2 separate regions of the Rattus norvegicus genome follow, and region 1 is linked to region 2. Evidence: chromatin contacts called from public Hi-C data. All regions are on one chromosome and are shown on one strand. The core of a region is the stretch at or near the end of the contact, and the rest is flanking DNA. Distances in the headings are between cores, read along the strand shown. Region 1 holds the start of Avpr1a (arginine vasopressin receptor 1A). Region 2 holds the start of Rxylt1 (ribitol xylosyltransferase 1).

Region 1 (7,219 bases), core at 3,007-5,506, 330 kb after region 2:
CTGGCAGGACAAATCTTAGGTCAGAGGTTTTACGGCTGGGTCTGTGTTCCAATACCTGCACTAGAAGCCTTGCCTACTTATAGAAGATAACCAGTTCCGACTCCATAGAGATAATAAGTTTTAAAAAAATATATAATAACCAGTCCAGAATTCTCAAGGTGGTATGACTAGAACCAACCCATCCTTTCCAAACATAAATTACTAATACCTAGAAATAAATATCACTAAGATATTATTGTAAGGTATGAATATAAGAACATTCAATAAACCTCTACGGATTTGCTAGGGGCAATGATCTGAATAGTAGACTGCTGGCTCACACCACAGTTAATTTAAAATTGAAGGAGCAAAAACTCACTGTGCACTGCTGATGTAAAATAGATATTAGGATAATACAGAACACCCAATGTTCTCCATTTTCTTAGTCATGAGGGAAAGGAATCTGACAGGTTAGAGAGATGGAGTGGGATATATTGAAATTATCTATGGAGAGTACTTGATCTACTATGACAAAGTCAATGTAGCTTACTTACATGGGCTTTCCCTTCTGTAGGAGAGTAGGTTAAACTTATCTCCAACTTCTAATTTACTGACTTAGTTAAGATCATCATTGGTCCTTGGACATTCTAGACATCAAGTTCTTTCACTCTGCCCTATTTAATCCATGCCTATGGTCCTGTGTCATGTTCATAATACTCATAATGAATAAAGTGAAGGGACTGTGGACAAGCAGGGGGTGTTGGGTGGGGAATCTATAAATAAGTAACTTTAGAAAGCATTGACAGATGAAGTTGGAGAGTTTCAAATCCTTTCTAGGAGCGATGTGGTAGTTTGAATGAGACTGGCCTCCACCTAGGCTCATATATCTGAATACTTGGTCTCTCCACTTGGCAGAACTGTTTGGGGAGGATTAAGAGGTGTGGCCTTGTCTGAGGAGGTATGTCACTGGGTAGAATAGACTTTGAGGGCTCAAGACTTATTAGATTTCCAGGGCTCCTCTTGAATGCCTCCTACTTGCGGATCAGGAAGGGCACTCCTCCAGCTGCTCCTCCAGCTGTTCCTAACACCATGCCTTTTCCCTTCCATCACGAACTCCAACCCTCTGAAACTGTAAGCCAATTAAACATTTTCTTTTGTAAGTTGCCTTGGTCATGGTGTCTTATAGCAATAGAAAAGTAACGAAGAAAAGTAGGCTTCTGGGGAGGAATGGGATGCATACCCATCCCTTTTCCACACATTTGACCATTACAGTCTAATCACTGAAAACACCTTGAATAAAATAATTTAGAGGTCCACTCTTTTTTTTTTTTTTTGGTTCTTTTTTTCAGAGCTGGGGACCGAACCCAGGGCCTTGCGCTTCCTAGGTAAGCGCTCTACCACTGAGCTAAATCCCCAGCCCCTGGAGGTCCACTCTTTAATTTGGAAGAAAAGGTTCAATGAGGAGATTTCGGGTAACATATTTGGTGAGGGTTGCATATTTGAAAAAGAAGACAAATATTTTGAATGCCCATGAAATTGCCAAAACTTGGACAATCACCTATATCATCATCAAGGAAAATATATGAATTTTTTACCAATATTTTAGAAATTGGAGCTTTTGAAACTCAAAGATTAAAATCAAGTCCCAGTGGGTAAGGGAAGAACACCTTTGCTTCCATTAATTAAACATCTGGAGCTGCTGGGTAGAAAAAGAACAGGGGGGAAGAAAAGCAGTGGTGATGCAGGCTTGTACGCGTTCATCTCCACTTTCCTATCATCTCATTTCTTTCCCCCAAACCAGCGAACTGAAATCCCTGGAGAATAAGAGGGAGAAGTTCTTCATACCGAAATGACGAATTCAATGGGCTAGAAGAAAAAGCACAAGATGCCTCAGAAAAGACTGCTGGGTTCTTTTCTCTCCAAACTCTACAATTCCTTTACCCATCTTGGGGAACGTTGGTGGGGTGGGGGTGGGGCTCCAGCAAGTTATGTGTATTTTAATGGTTTTATTTTCTTTTGAATGTGGAGTCAGAAAAAATTGACATTATTTTTTTAAATATGTGAGTTTTTTTTAACTGATTCTGGAATTTGCAACACTTTTTAAACTAATTGCTAGACCCTATGACATCCAGAAGAGTGTCATGTAGATGCATATGTATTTGTGTGTGTGCACGCACACACACACAAACACCATATACCTACATATGCACAAATATGCATACACACACAAAGGCATGTATGTGTGTATATATGTGTGAATATGGGTAGCTGGTAATGTTATTGGTGAATAATATAATATCTTCCAATTGTATCTACTGATTCAACCTAATTACTTACTTTTATGAATTGGACACTTGAACACAATTTGCTTGTTGTATCAAATGCTTAACACTTGTGAATTCCTGAGAAGCCACTTACCCTCTCTTTGGGGTAAGACTACCTATTCCCTCTCAGACGGAAACCTAAAGTCCAAACGTGTCAGCCCAAGAGCTATAAAACTGCTGGCTCGGACCAGTGGACTGTTTTTGTTCTTTTTTTTCCTCAGACAAGTGGGATTTTTTTTCTTTTGTTTTCTTTTCCTCAGACAAGTGGTTTGGAAACCTTTCTTGTACTTTCCCCACCATCTTGAAGAAATGCGCCACTGAGCTCCATTTTCACAGAACCTCTCTCTCCACTGGGCTGTGGCATCACTTGATCCTCCATTAACTCCATAAACGAGAGCACCACATACTTTCATTCCCAGTTGTAAGATGCATAGACAGAGGCTGATCTAACCATGATAAAACTTGACTGACTCAATATGCCAAGCCCCTGGCTCTTATGTCATGGCCCTGGGTTTCTATACTCATGCATGGACTTATGTAGCAAAACTAACCTCACTGAAGAAAATCTTTTATGATTGTACTTCACAAAAGAAAACATTTTCCAGAAGCTATTAGGCTTGTACTATTGACACAACACACCAATGCTCTGACCAAGAAACTCGAGTTCCTGTCCCTTCATCTGTACCGTGGGTTTGTGTTTGTTTCAGCTTCAGAAACAGCGCCCCCTGCTGTCCTTGGTAGCATTCTCTCACCAGAGTTGGACAGCTGCTGGAGTCTCTAGGGTGTTTGTCTCCACAGCTGGACTCAGAAGGCCCGAGCAAATAACTAATTACTGGAGGCGGGAGTAGTCTTCTTTTCTTCCTTCCAAGTGCCTCGTTCCCTCTCCCTGACTACAGACAGACACAGACAGACAGACAGACACAGACAGACAGACAGACACGCGCGCGCGCACACACACACACACACACACACACACACACACACACGACAGAGATGTACAGAGAGAGGGAGAGGGAGAGACAGAGACAGACACTGAGACAGAGAAAGACAGACACACACACAGAGGAAACAGAAACAGAGACAAAGATGCACAGAGGGAGAGACGGAGACAGAGAGACAGCATAGACACACAGAAAGGGGGTGTGGAGGGGCAGTGGCAGGCAGGCAGGCAGGCAGACAGACAGACAGACAGACAGACAGACAGACAGACAGACAGACAGACAGACAGATGGAGGTAGACAGGCAGACCAGACACTGATCCTCAGCTCTCTCCGTCTGCTCCAAGAAATGTCAGCAGGATTTAGTCATTTAACTGGAAATGTCTCCACCAACCAGTGCAGCCCAGCTCTTGTCCCCTGCAGCTTTGGGAATTGGACTTCCTAGGGAAATGTCCACCGTTTCGGGTTCCCACTCAGTGTATGGAGTCAGCACGGTAGATTACACACACCCAGCAAGAGGACTGAAGGGTACAAGTGAGTGGGCCTTTCCTGTCCGCGAACGAAAGCAGGGTGAGGAAGTCACCAGAGAGGGAAGTCACGCGATTTTTATCCCCAAAGTGCAGGGGCAAACCGTGTGGGGAATAAAATCAGCCCGAGCGACCAGCCTAAGGAACCGTGCGCACCGGGCAGGGAACCTCAGGGCTGGGCAGACCCCAAGTCCAAAGTCTAAGGGTGCTGAGTTCGCAGGGACAGCAGACGATTTTACTACACCTGTTGACGCGCTACCTGGCTTTACATTCACTTATAAAGGAGGCTGGAGAAATCCTAAGAGCCCAGAGAAGTTTGGGGCAGCTCGGGAAAGCATCCTGCTCTGCAGAGGAATCCAGGAGTCTCAGCTCCACCCCTGCAGCAGTGAGGCAAAAGGGACAAATCACCAACGACTTGGAGGGGGTGGGGGGTAGGGGGTTGGGGACGGTCTCCAGCCACTAGGACGTGAGGGAGCGCGTCCTGAGGCAATCTAAGACTGCGCTGGGAGCTCAGAGAGTGGGCCCCCCTGCCTCAGGACCAGACAGAAGTAGGGACATGTTTGAATATCCCATTTAAAACCACTCTGCACGCACCGGATTGCGCAGCCTAGAGACGGAGGGAGGGAAGGAAGGACAGAGCGCAGAGCTTAGAACTCGGATCCTCCGGTCCTCGGTGGAGAGGAGGAAGCAGCCCACGGGGCAGGGCCTCCCAGGCTCTGTACGGACAGCATGAGTTTCCCGCGAGGCTCCCAGGATCGGTCCGTGGGCAACTCCAGCCCGTGGTGGCCTCTAACCACCGAGGGCTCCAACGGCAGTCAGGAGGCAGCCAGGCTTGGGGAAGGTGACAGCCCGCTGGGGGACGTACGCAATGAGGAGCTGGCCAAACTGGAAATCGCTGTGCTGGCAGTGATTTTTGTGGTGGCTGTGCTGGGCAATAGCAGTGTGCTGCTGGCGCTGCATCGCACGCCACGCAAGACATCCCGCATGCACCTCTTTATCCGACACCTCAGCCTGGCAGACCTGGCGGTCGCCTTCTTCCAAGTATTACCGCAGCTATGCTGGGACATCACCTACCGCTTCCGCGGGCCGGACTGGCTGTGCCGCGTGGTGAAGCACCTGCAGGTGTTTGCCATGTTCGCGTCTGCCTATATGCTGGTGGTGATGACAGCCGACCGCTACATCGCCGTGTGCCACCCGCTCAAGACCCTGCAGCAGCCGGCGCGCCGCTCGCGCCTCATGATCGCCACCTCTTGGGTGCTGAGTTTCATACTAAGCACGCCACAGTACTTTATATTCTCTGTGATCGAAATCGAGGTGAACAATGGCACTAAAACCCAAGACTGCTGGGCTACCTTCATCCAGCCCTGGGGTACCCGCGCCTACGTGACCTGGATGACCAGCGGTGTCTTCGTGGCACCTGTGGTCGTCTTGGGTACATGCTATGGCTTCATCTGCTACCACATCTGGCGCAACATCCGCGGAAAGACAGCGTCCTCGCGACACAGCAAGGGTGACAAGGGCTCTGGGGAGGCCGTGGGTCCCTTTCATAAGGGGCTTTTGGTTACACCTTGTGTCAGCAGCGTGAAGAGCATTTCCCGCGCCAAGATCCGCACTGTGAAGATGACCTTTGTGATTGTAAGCGCCTACATCCTTTGCTGGGCGCCTTTCTTCATTGTCCAGATGTGGTCAGTCTGGGATGAGAATTTCATCTGGACCGGTATGTACTGAGACTATGAAAGAGACGTGTGTGTGTGTGTGTGTGTGTGTGTGTGTGTGTGTGTGTCTGTGTCTGTGTCTTTGTGTGTGTGTCTGTATGTCTGTGTGTGTGTGATGTGTGATATTTAATAGTACCTGTTTAATAATTAAGGTTCTATATAAGAATGGAAGTCTCCTATGTCCTTATCATGAAAATAAATGAACAAAATTGCAAATTCCTGGGGTCTCCACCACCCCAGGTACATTGGGGCCTAGGACTCAGCATCTGCAGCATATGTAACCCCCCTAAGGCCGCCAGCTGTGCCTAGAGTCACTAGTTGCAAAACACTTGTGACATTTTGCCAAATCACTTAGGCTTCTTGGATATCTCGCCTTCCACCCCATGGAGACTGTGGGAAGTATTCTTAGTGTCCTGGCTACTTTTTGTTGGATTAAGGAAACTGTCATAATTAACAGAAAACTTCTGATGAGACTCTTCCAAGATCAAGGGTAGAGATGGACACACTGTTCTGAAACAGACGGAGAAAGGATTTAAGAAGTCAGGAATTCCAAGTTAGCATTTAGCTCTTCGTTATAATGTTTTCATTTTTCCAACCGTAATAACTTTCTTTTCCTGGCATCCAAAACAGAAGTGCTGTTCAGCTAAATGCATTTGGACTTCCAGGGGGAATTTAACCACAAAACTATTCACGCCACACGAATCCCTCTGCAGTTTATGGGGAACCTTCCCCACCCCAACTGGCTAGTTTCATTTCAGTTTGTTCACAAAACAGAAGAACTCATTTCCCACGAGGCTATTATTTATTTTTTCATCTTGTAATCTACCTTCTTTTAATTAAGAAAAAAAAACTTTCCAAACCAAGTGTGTCACAGAAGAGTTCCTGACGGAAACTCTAGTCAGGACATAAATATCTGGGAGAAGCCAGTCTTTCTGTGATTTTAAGGTTGGAGTATGGAATAAAATGTGATGCATTTTAATATATTATTTTTAAATGCTCATAGATTTCATTTAAATACTTTTTATAGGCTACATTGCCCCTAGTGATAAATGAATGCAAATTCCTTTGGGTTAATGCCCATCACATTTTAAAATTCTGTTTATTGCCTTATCGAGATTTAGACACAATCAGTAAACCTTTCACCTGCAGTACCCACGCTAAAGATGTCTGTTATTTTTAATACCATGCATGGCTCATGGTCATCTGTCACAGATCAATGAATGGTTTGTACCAGGGGCTCTCAACTATCCCAACTCTGCCACCCTTCAATACAGTTCCTCATGCTGTGGTGACCCCCAATCATAAGACTGTGTTTGTTGCTACTTTGTAACTGTAATTTTGCTACTGTTTCGAATTGTAGTATAAATATCTGATGTGCAGCCTGTCTCAGGCGACTTCCATGTAAAGGCTGTTGGTGGCGACCCACGGGTTGAGAACCACCGGTCTACAGTTTACTTAGCCATGACAAAAGTGAGGTGTTAGAAGCCCTATACTGATCAGAAGATACTTGATGTCTGATGGTTCTTATATTTTAATATCAGTGCAATAGTTTCACCGTGAAAACTTTGATACCCATGTAGCTCGCTAGGGGTGATTCACAGAATAGTTCAAAGCCTGTTGGAGTCTCCGAGCTCAGCTACATTGGATTTTGTTTTTGTCTGCTTTAATTTTTGCTTTGTTTTTGTTGTTTGAAACAGGGCCACACATAATCCAGATGTTTTTCTTATTATAATTTA
Region 2 (7,039 bases), core at 2,855-5,354:
TTGCTTGCAAGCATGAAGACCTAAGTTCAAATCTTGAACTGTGAAAAAAGGTAGATGTGGTGTTAGGGACTGGCAGATCCCTGGTGCTCACTGTCCAATCAACCTAGCCTAATCATTAAACTTGTATAAGAGACCTTTTTCCAAAAACAAAAAAAAGAAACAAAACTTGCAGCTGGTGCTTTTGAGAGAGAGAGAGAGAGAGAGACAGACAGACAGACAGACAGACAGACAGTCAGAAAGACAAAGACAGTGGAAGTGTGGTGCATGTGCATCGATGAGAACAAGAAGACAGAGGGAAAGGGGTGGAGTTTACAGAGAAGGAACCAGAGGGCAGGGAATGTGGGTTGGTTTGCATCTAAACAGTCTACTCATCTACTAATACTAAATAAAATACTGACTTGAAAACAAACAGGGTTTACAGTTCCTAATGAAGAATGCCCAAGGCTGCCCTGCTTCCCACTTGGAAGTACAAGTACCCTCCTCCCCAGGAACATGGACTGGGGACAAAGGTAAGCCAACAGAACTACGAAGCGTTTATAATGTCAGCAACCACGGCAGCCATGAAATTCACACGAAACTGAGATTAAATACAGCTTTTCCTTTCTTGGTATCTGTGGAAATGGATTTGTACTGGTTGACCACCCTACAACACAATTGTCTCAGGAAATAAATACATAAAAACAACTGTTTATTTTAGTAAAAAGCCAAAATGCAAACAGGACTTTCATGACAAAACTATGGTTTTCTAATTTAAATCTTTAATTCTTTTTAAAAATTAAGAAATCATAAGTTAAATGAAATAAAATCTTAAAAGTCTTAGGTTTTACGGACTCTAAAAATCCAAACAGAAACAGTTCTGAACTTTGCAAATATAAATAATGGAAAACTGTATCATTAAATAAATCATAGTAGATAGAACATAGAATGTTGTAATAAAAAAGTTGAATTCTACCTGAATACTTTCAGGTTCACATAACTATTAACGAAAAAATTATAATGATGTTTGTTTACATATTAGTCCTCCAAGGCACAGAACATTACATATCCACTTACAGTTCAGTGTATAAAATGTGGAACATGAAGTTTTCCATATCACCAGCCAAAAACAAAACAGAAATAAGACTCCAAAACTTATTCTACAGACCTTTAATTTTGTTTTTTTGTTTTTTTTCCCAGTATTGGGGACTGGCTCGAGGACCTTGCTCATGCCAGGCAAGTACTCTACCACTGAGGTTCATGGCCCGCTCTCCCTCCAAAATTATTCTGTAATGTCCAATTTATCAAGAAAATGTTTAATGAAGCTTGAGCGATGAACACATATTTCCAGGATTTATTTCTGTATTTTTCCCAAGCTGAAGGGGAAATGACTTGTAAAAGTGTATTTTCCTCTAGTAGTTACATAAAACATCACATAGCAGTACAAGGTTAACATTATCCAATGAGTACCTGTAATGTGTTCTTCCTACAACTGACTGTCCTTCCCTCCACTGAGCAGTCACATCAGCAGGAGCGAGAGTGCCTTCAAAAACATGTTCCCAGAGATAGAGACCTGGCAATCATAGAGCAAGCATAGAAACATCTGCTGTTTTATCCACGTTAGTATGTCAAAAACTGTTTTGTTTTTTTCTATTTTCCCTGGAAGTTTCTTGCCATGGTCTGCTTGTAGGCAGTGCTATCAAGACAAGCCCCAGTGGACAATATAGTAGCTAACTGTACAAGGGTCAGACTTCAGGGGTTGTAGGTGTTAAAGTGGATTGTAGTAAAGACAACAAAATATCTTATTTATATTGAGGAATCACTAATGTTACTGAACCTTACTATCCATCATATTTGGAAGCTAAATATGTACTATAAACTAAAATATCATTATTAGAATTAATTTAATATAACTGGAGGGACTAAACATTTTGTTCTGAAGCCAGAGGAGCTCAGCAGTATACCAAAACATGCAGTATGTCAAGGGGACATTACCTCACTAATTGATCAGACATTGTTGAATGCATGACATGAATGCAGACAACTGATACCTTATCCTATCTCTTTAGGACACTCGTGATGCTTTGCTTTTGTTTTATTTGGATGAAAGCTTTAAGAGTGGACAAGATAAGCAGTACCCACAAGGTAATATTAATATGAATTCATATTAATATGAAGTCACAAAACCTTTGAGAACATTGTGTCAATTATATTGAAAGATATATTTTGTACCACTTCTAGTATGCCATGTTGCCAATGTCACCCAACAAACCCAGCACTCAGATAAAGCTTCCAAATGTGTCAGGCTGAAATATCCCCGTTTCTCTATGTTATATCTTAATCTGTAGACCCTGCGACTATTACCTGTCATGGTGGAAGTGTCTCAGTCTGACTAAGGTGCTGAGATAGAAGAAGGCCTTCCAGAGACAGATGACTCTCCTGCCTTGAGAAAGGCGGGGATAAAGTTGTAATGCTTTGAACCACTAAATATGGCGCTTTGTTACAGCAGCCAGAGAAAGCTGTGTGGTGTGGGAGTAGAACATGGGACCTGGAAGTGAGGTGCTTCTGTAGCAAACAGTTAAAAATGAGGAGGTAGCTTTGAAATTGGGAAATGGAGGTGGCTGGAAGAGTTCTCAAGAATATGGTTTTTATTAAACTGCCTTAAACCCACTGCAGAAGAAATGCACAGTCTGTATGGTGAGGAAGACTCAGAAAAGAGGAATGCAGTAGAGAGAACCTACATTGTCTTAAGGACACTGTCAAAAACTGACTGCATTAAACAGTGAAACATATACACTAGTAAGTTCAAGTCCCGCACAGTACACATCACATACTCTTTGCATGCTTTTTCTCTTTACGGTTACTTACCGATGGCAGCTTTGCCCCAGATTTGCACACGATGCTCTATTTTTTCTTTTGTGGATTTGTTTAAGATTTGCAGGCCAGTTTTAATTCTGTGTTGCTGCTCGTTTTTTTCATCTCCTTCCCAAGGATTCCATTCTTCACTCTCCAACGCGGACTGCTCTGTTTTAAAGAAGAGTGACTTCGTTTACCAGTGAGGACTAACTGCAGATAGAAAGTCAAGTCATTTGAATGAGATGCCAGTTTCATCTTCTCTTCAGGCTTCAGAGACAAACAATCAAATTTGAGGTACACGACTGAATAAAAGAAAACAAGCCATTTTTTTTTATTGAACCATCTCTGTCAAAGATTTTAAAAAGTTTAACACCAGATAAGAGAAGTATGTCCTTCACCGAAAACCTTTAGAAATACCTGCAGAAAGTCTATCAAGTCACATGCTTTAGGCTTTTCTGGAGTTCCTTCCTGGTTTTATGTAAGTGACCTATTAGTAGCTAGTCTTGAGCACACTGTCTCCACCAATTTCATACACAACTGTGTAAAAAAAATATTCTGCGCAAGGGAGTGGGAAAGGACTGCAATTCCAAAACAAATCACAAACACCAAGCGAGGCTCACTGCTGTAAATATAAATCACGGACTTCCGAAGTCACGTGGTCGGAAAAGCCCGTGTTTAACAAGGGAATGGAAGCTTTAAACTCAGCCTGCAGCATTTCTGCCAATCTCCGGCCTCTGAAGCATGCTGAGGGTCTACACCACATTTTAAAGGCCTGCGTGCGCGCCACCAGCCTCGGGTGGCCACTGTTGCAGGAAGCTCGCCCAGGATGAGCAGAGCTTCCGAGCCGAGCCCAGAGCTGGCTCCCGGGGCTGAGGACCCCGAGAGATCCGAGATCCGAGCCCCGAGCCTTGGCCCGCGTGGCTCATCGGCGCAGAGCCCGCTGCCCCGCATCCACGCACACGGCAGGGCCCGTAGGCCGCTGCTCGGTCCTGCCTGCGTCCTACCTCGGCCGCGCCTCTCCTTCGCTTGCGCCGCTGTCTTCCTGGAGCCCCGAGAGGTCGCGCCCGGCGGCCGGCGGCGGCGCCCGAAGAAGACGTGGTAGGCGGCGTAGATGGAGAAGAGGCAGTACAGGGCGACGAGGAGCGAGCAGAGCCGGGTCCGCGTCAGCCGCATCCCACCGCGGCTTCCCGGCTCCGCGTCCTCGCTTCCACCTTAGGCGTGAGGAAAAGCTTTGGTCCAGGGTTGCCGCCCTCCCTGTGGGCTAAGCCGGGAGAGGGTCCTCAGCGTTCTGTTTCCGCTCTCCGCCCCGTCTGTCCTCAAAACAGCTCGCCTACCCCACAGCTCCCGAAACACAGGCCGCAGACTGGGGCTGGCTGCGGACCTCAGACCCCGCCTCCTTACAACCAGCCTCCCTCAGGTCCCACCTCTCCACCCTCAGCCTCCCTCAGGCCCCGCCTCCTCACCCTCAGCCTCCCCCAGGCCCCGCCTCCTTACCAGCGTCCCCTAGACCCGGCTTCTTCACCCTCAGCTGCACTCAGGCCCCGCCTCCTCACAACCAGCCCCTCTCAGATCCCGCCTCCTGTCTCATAGCCTCACTCAGACCCCGCCTCCTTACCATCAGTCACACTCAGGCCCCGCCTCCTCACCCTCAGCCACACTCAGGCCCCGCCTCCTCACCCTCAGCCGCACTCAGGCCCCGCCTCCTCACCCTTAGCCTCACTCAGGCCCCGCCTCCTCACCCTTAGCCTCTCTCAGACCCCGCCTCCTCCTTCACAGAGACCCTCCTTCCACATTCACAGCCTCACTTAGGAGACTCAGCCTCATTTTTCCCAGCTTCACACTCTGCGCATTACTCTTAAATTCTCTCAGACCACGCCTCCCCATCTCCTCTAGGAACACCAGATCAGTGCTCAGAGTTCTGATCAGCCTCATCTCCTTGCACAGCCCCGCCAAGGTTAGTCTCCAGCGTCCTCCCTTGACCGGGACTGTTTCACTTCTAGCTCAGCTCTGCTCAGACCCTCAGGGCAGCTCCTCCGGAACAAAGGACGCATCTTATCCCCGTATGCTCCCCCACCCCTAACACACGCAAAGCTCTCCTCTCCTGCTGCTGGCTGACTGTAAATTATACATATATCCGTAAAACTCCCAAAGTACACACCGTTGTGGTATTGGCTGAAAAATGTTCCCTCCAGTTCATCATTGTGATAGAAATTCTCAAGGGGTGTCTTAACAACCCAGAGATTTTCTTCACAGCCTGGCCAGCCTTTGTTTCCGAATCTTTGGTAAAAGATTCCTGGGCCGTGTAAGAACCTATACGTCACTAGCTGTAGCTGTGAAATTAGGCTACATCCATGCATAACTATGTATATCTTTCTCTATACATCAGCCCTGTTATGTCCTTTAAGGGACACCATAGAAACTAGGATTTCTCTTCTCCCAGGAATCTTCCCCAACATGGACTACCTGGAGCTGGCTAGTAAGAAAGTCTCTGACCTGACTTGTGGGACAGTAGGTCACACGATATCTGCTTCAGCTTCATCAGGACCTCAGCCCCATGCCTAGGGACGTGGAGTGCTGCTGGGAGGCTGGGGGACAAAGTCTAGACAGGCCTTGCTGGAGACCCCTCCTAAACTCCCCCCCCCTCGTCCATCACACCCTTGTCCAATAATTTTTAGTGTGATTTTGTGATTACATTTAGTGTGATAACAACAACCCAGTAAAGGTTTTGAGTGGCCCCGAGTTCTGTGAGACACTAACAAATTAATTGGCTTCATGGAGGGGCTCATGGTTTATCAGACTCTCAAGGCCGGGACTCGTGTCCAGATCTGGAGTAGGGGTTGTCTGTCTTGTGGATTGAGCCTTCAACTTGTGACATGCAGAACATGTCAGAACTTAAAGGACACCTGGCTTGTGTCCATTGCAAAATTTCTTGCTTGGTGATGGGGACACACCCCACACGTTCGGACATCATGAAACCAGTCTGTGCCCAGTGCAGGGAGGGAGGTTTGAGCCGTTTCCCTTTACACGATTGATAGGTTGTATATGTTTATGTGTTAAGTTCGTAAGCCTCAGACCCAGTAAGGGATAGTTTTCTGTGTATAATGCTGCTAAATATAAGCAGAGAGACTCTTTAGGAACTTACTGATTTGGAAGACAGTGAGCAGAATGTATTGCTTTCCTTAACCAAACAAGACAATAGATACTTCTGATCAGTAGTGTGTATTCACAGGCCTTCAAGACGACTCAACTGGTAAATCCACTTGTTCTGAAAACCTGATCCCAACTGGAAGGAGAGACGGAACTACTGAAAAATAGTACTCTGAACTTCACAGCCCTGCTCGCGCACACACACACAGGCACACATGCAAATAAGATAAAATAAAAATTAAAAGAAAACTAAGAAAAGTGGTATACATTGTGATGGTTTGCATATGCTTGGCCCAGGGAGTGGCACTATAAGGAGGTGTGGCCTTGTTGGAGTAGGTGTGTCACTGTGGGCATGGGCTCTTGCTAGCTGCCTGGAAGTCAGTTTTCTCCTGTTTCCCTTCAGAACAAGATGTAGATCTCTCAGCTCCTCCTGCACCATGCCTGCCTGGATGCTGCCCTGTTCCTGCCTTGATGATAATGGACTGAACCTCTGACCCTGTAAGCCAGCCTCAATTAAATGTGCTTATAAGAGTTGCCTTGGTCATGGTGTCTGTTCACAGCAGTAAAACCCTAACTAAGACACATATCTGCTAGACTGAGGTTCTTTTTAATTTTCATTACACTTTGCTTTATGTCAAGATTGTTGTTAGGGTTCTGTCAATGGACTGGGTAATGCTCCCGCTTTTAAAAAATGTACCCAGATCATGTTAGACAACATGGAACTACTAGCTTCTTGGAAATTTGATTGTGCACTTCAGTAATGTTACTTGACCCTAGAGTTACTTCTGGGGACAATTCTTTAGTAATACTGTATTTGTGTTTATAATCTCTTTTTTAATTTTTCATTTTAAAGACTACAGTTTAGTCCTTCAGGGTCAAAATGATTGAAAGGTATCCAGTCTTCTCCGCTTGCTCCTTCTCCTCCTCCTCTCTGTCTGTCTGTCTCCCCACTTTCATATAGTTCAGGTTTGCCTGAAAAATGCTAAATGGTGGAGGATGGCTTCCTGCTTCCACCTCACAAGTTCTAGACTGCAGTTGTGTGCCTGGGCCTTCTGGCTTC

Evidence for each region. Hi-C and Micro-C count contacts between places; a contact is called where the count stands out from the background.
Region 1: a Hi-C map of liver shows a contact between it and region 2, with 2.7 times the contacts expected there. The contact joins the promoter of Avpr1a here to the promoter of Rxylt1 in region 2. A contact is called at or near these places in 11 of 12 Hi-C or Micro-C datasets (the A7r5 cell line, the Rat2 cell line, Schwann cells and 7 more).

Annotation. Positions count from the first base shown.
Region 1 is chr7:59,995,487-60,002,705 of GRCr8, forward strand. Avpr1a (arginine vasopressin receptor 1A) reads left to right here and starts at 4,257. Exons shown (of 2, transcript NM_053019.2): 1 at 4,257-5,485. The coding sequence starts at 4,498.
Region 2 is chr7:59,663,868-59,670,906 of GRCr8, forward strand. It overlaps Rxylt1 (ribitol xylosyltransferase 1), which reads right to left and starts at 4,105. Exons shown (of 6, transcript NM_001024759.2): 1 at 3,837-4,105; 2 at 2,845-3,000; 3 at 1,447-1,549. The coding sequence starts at 4,005.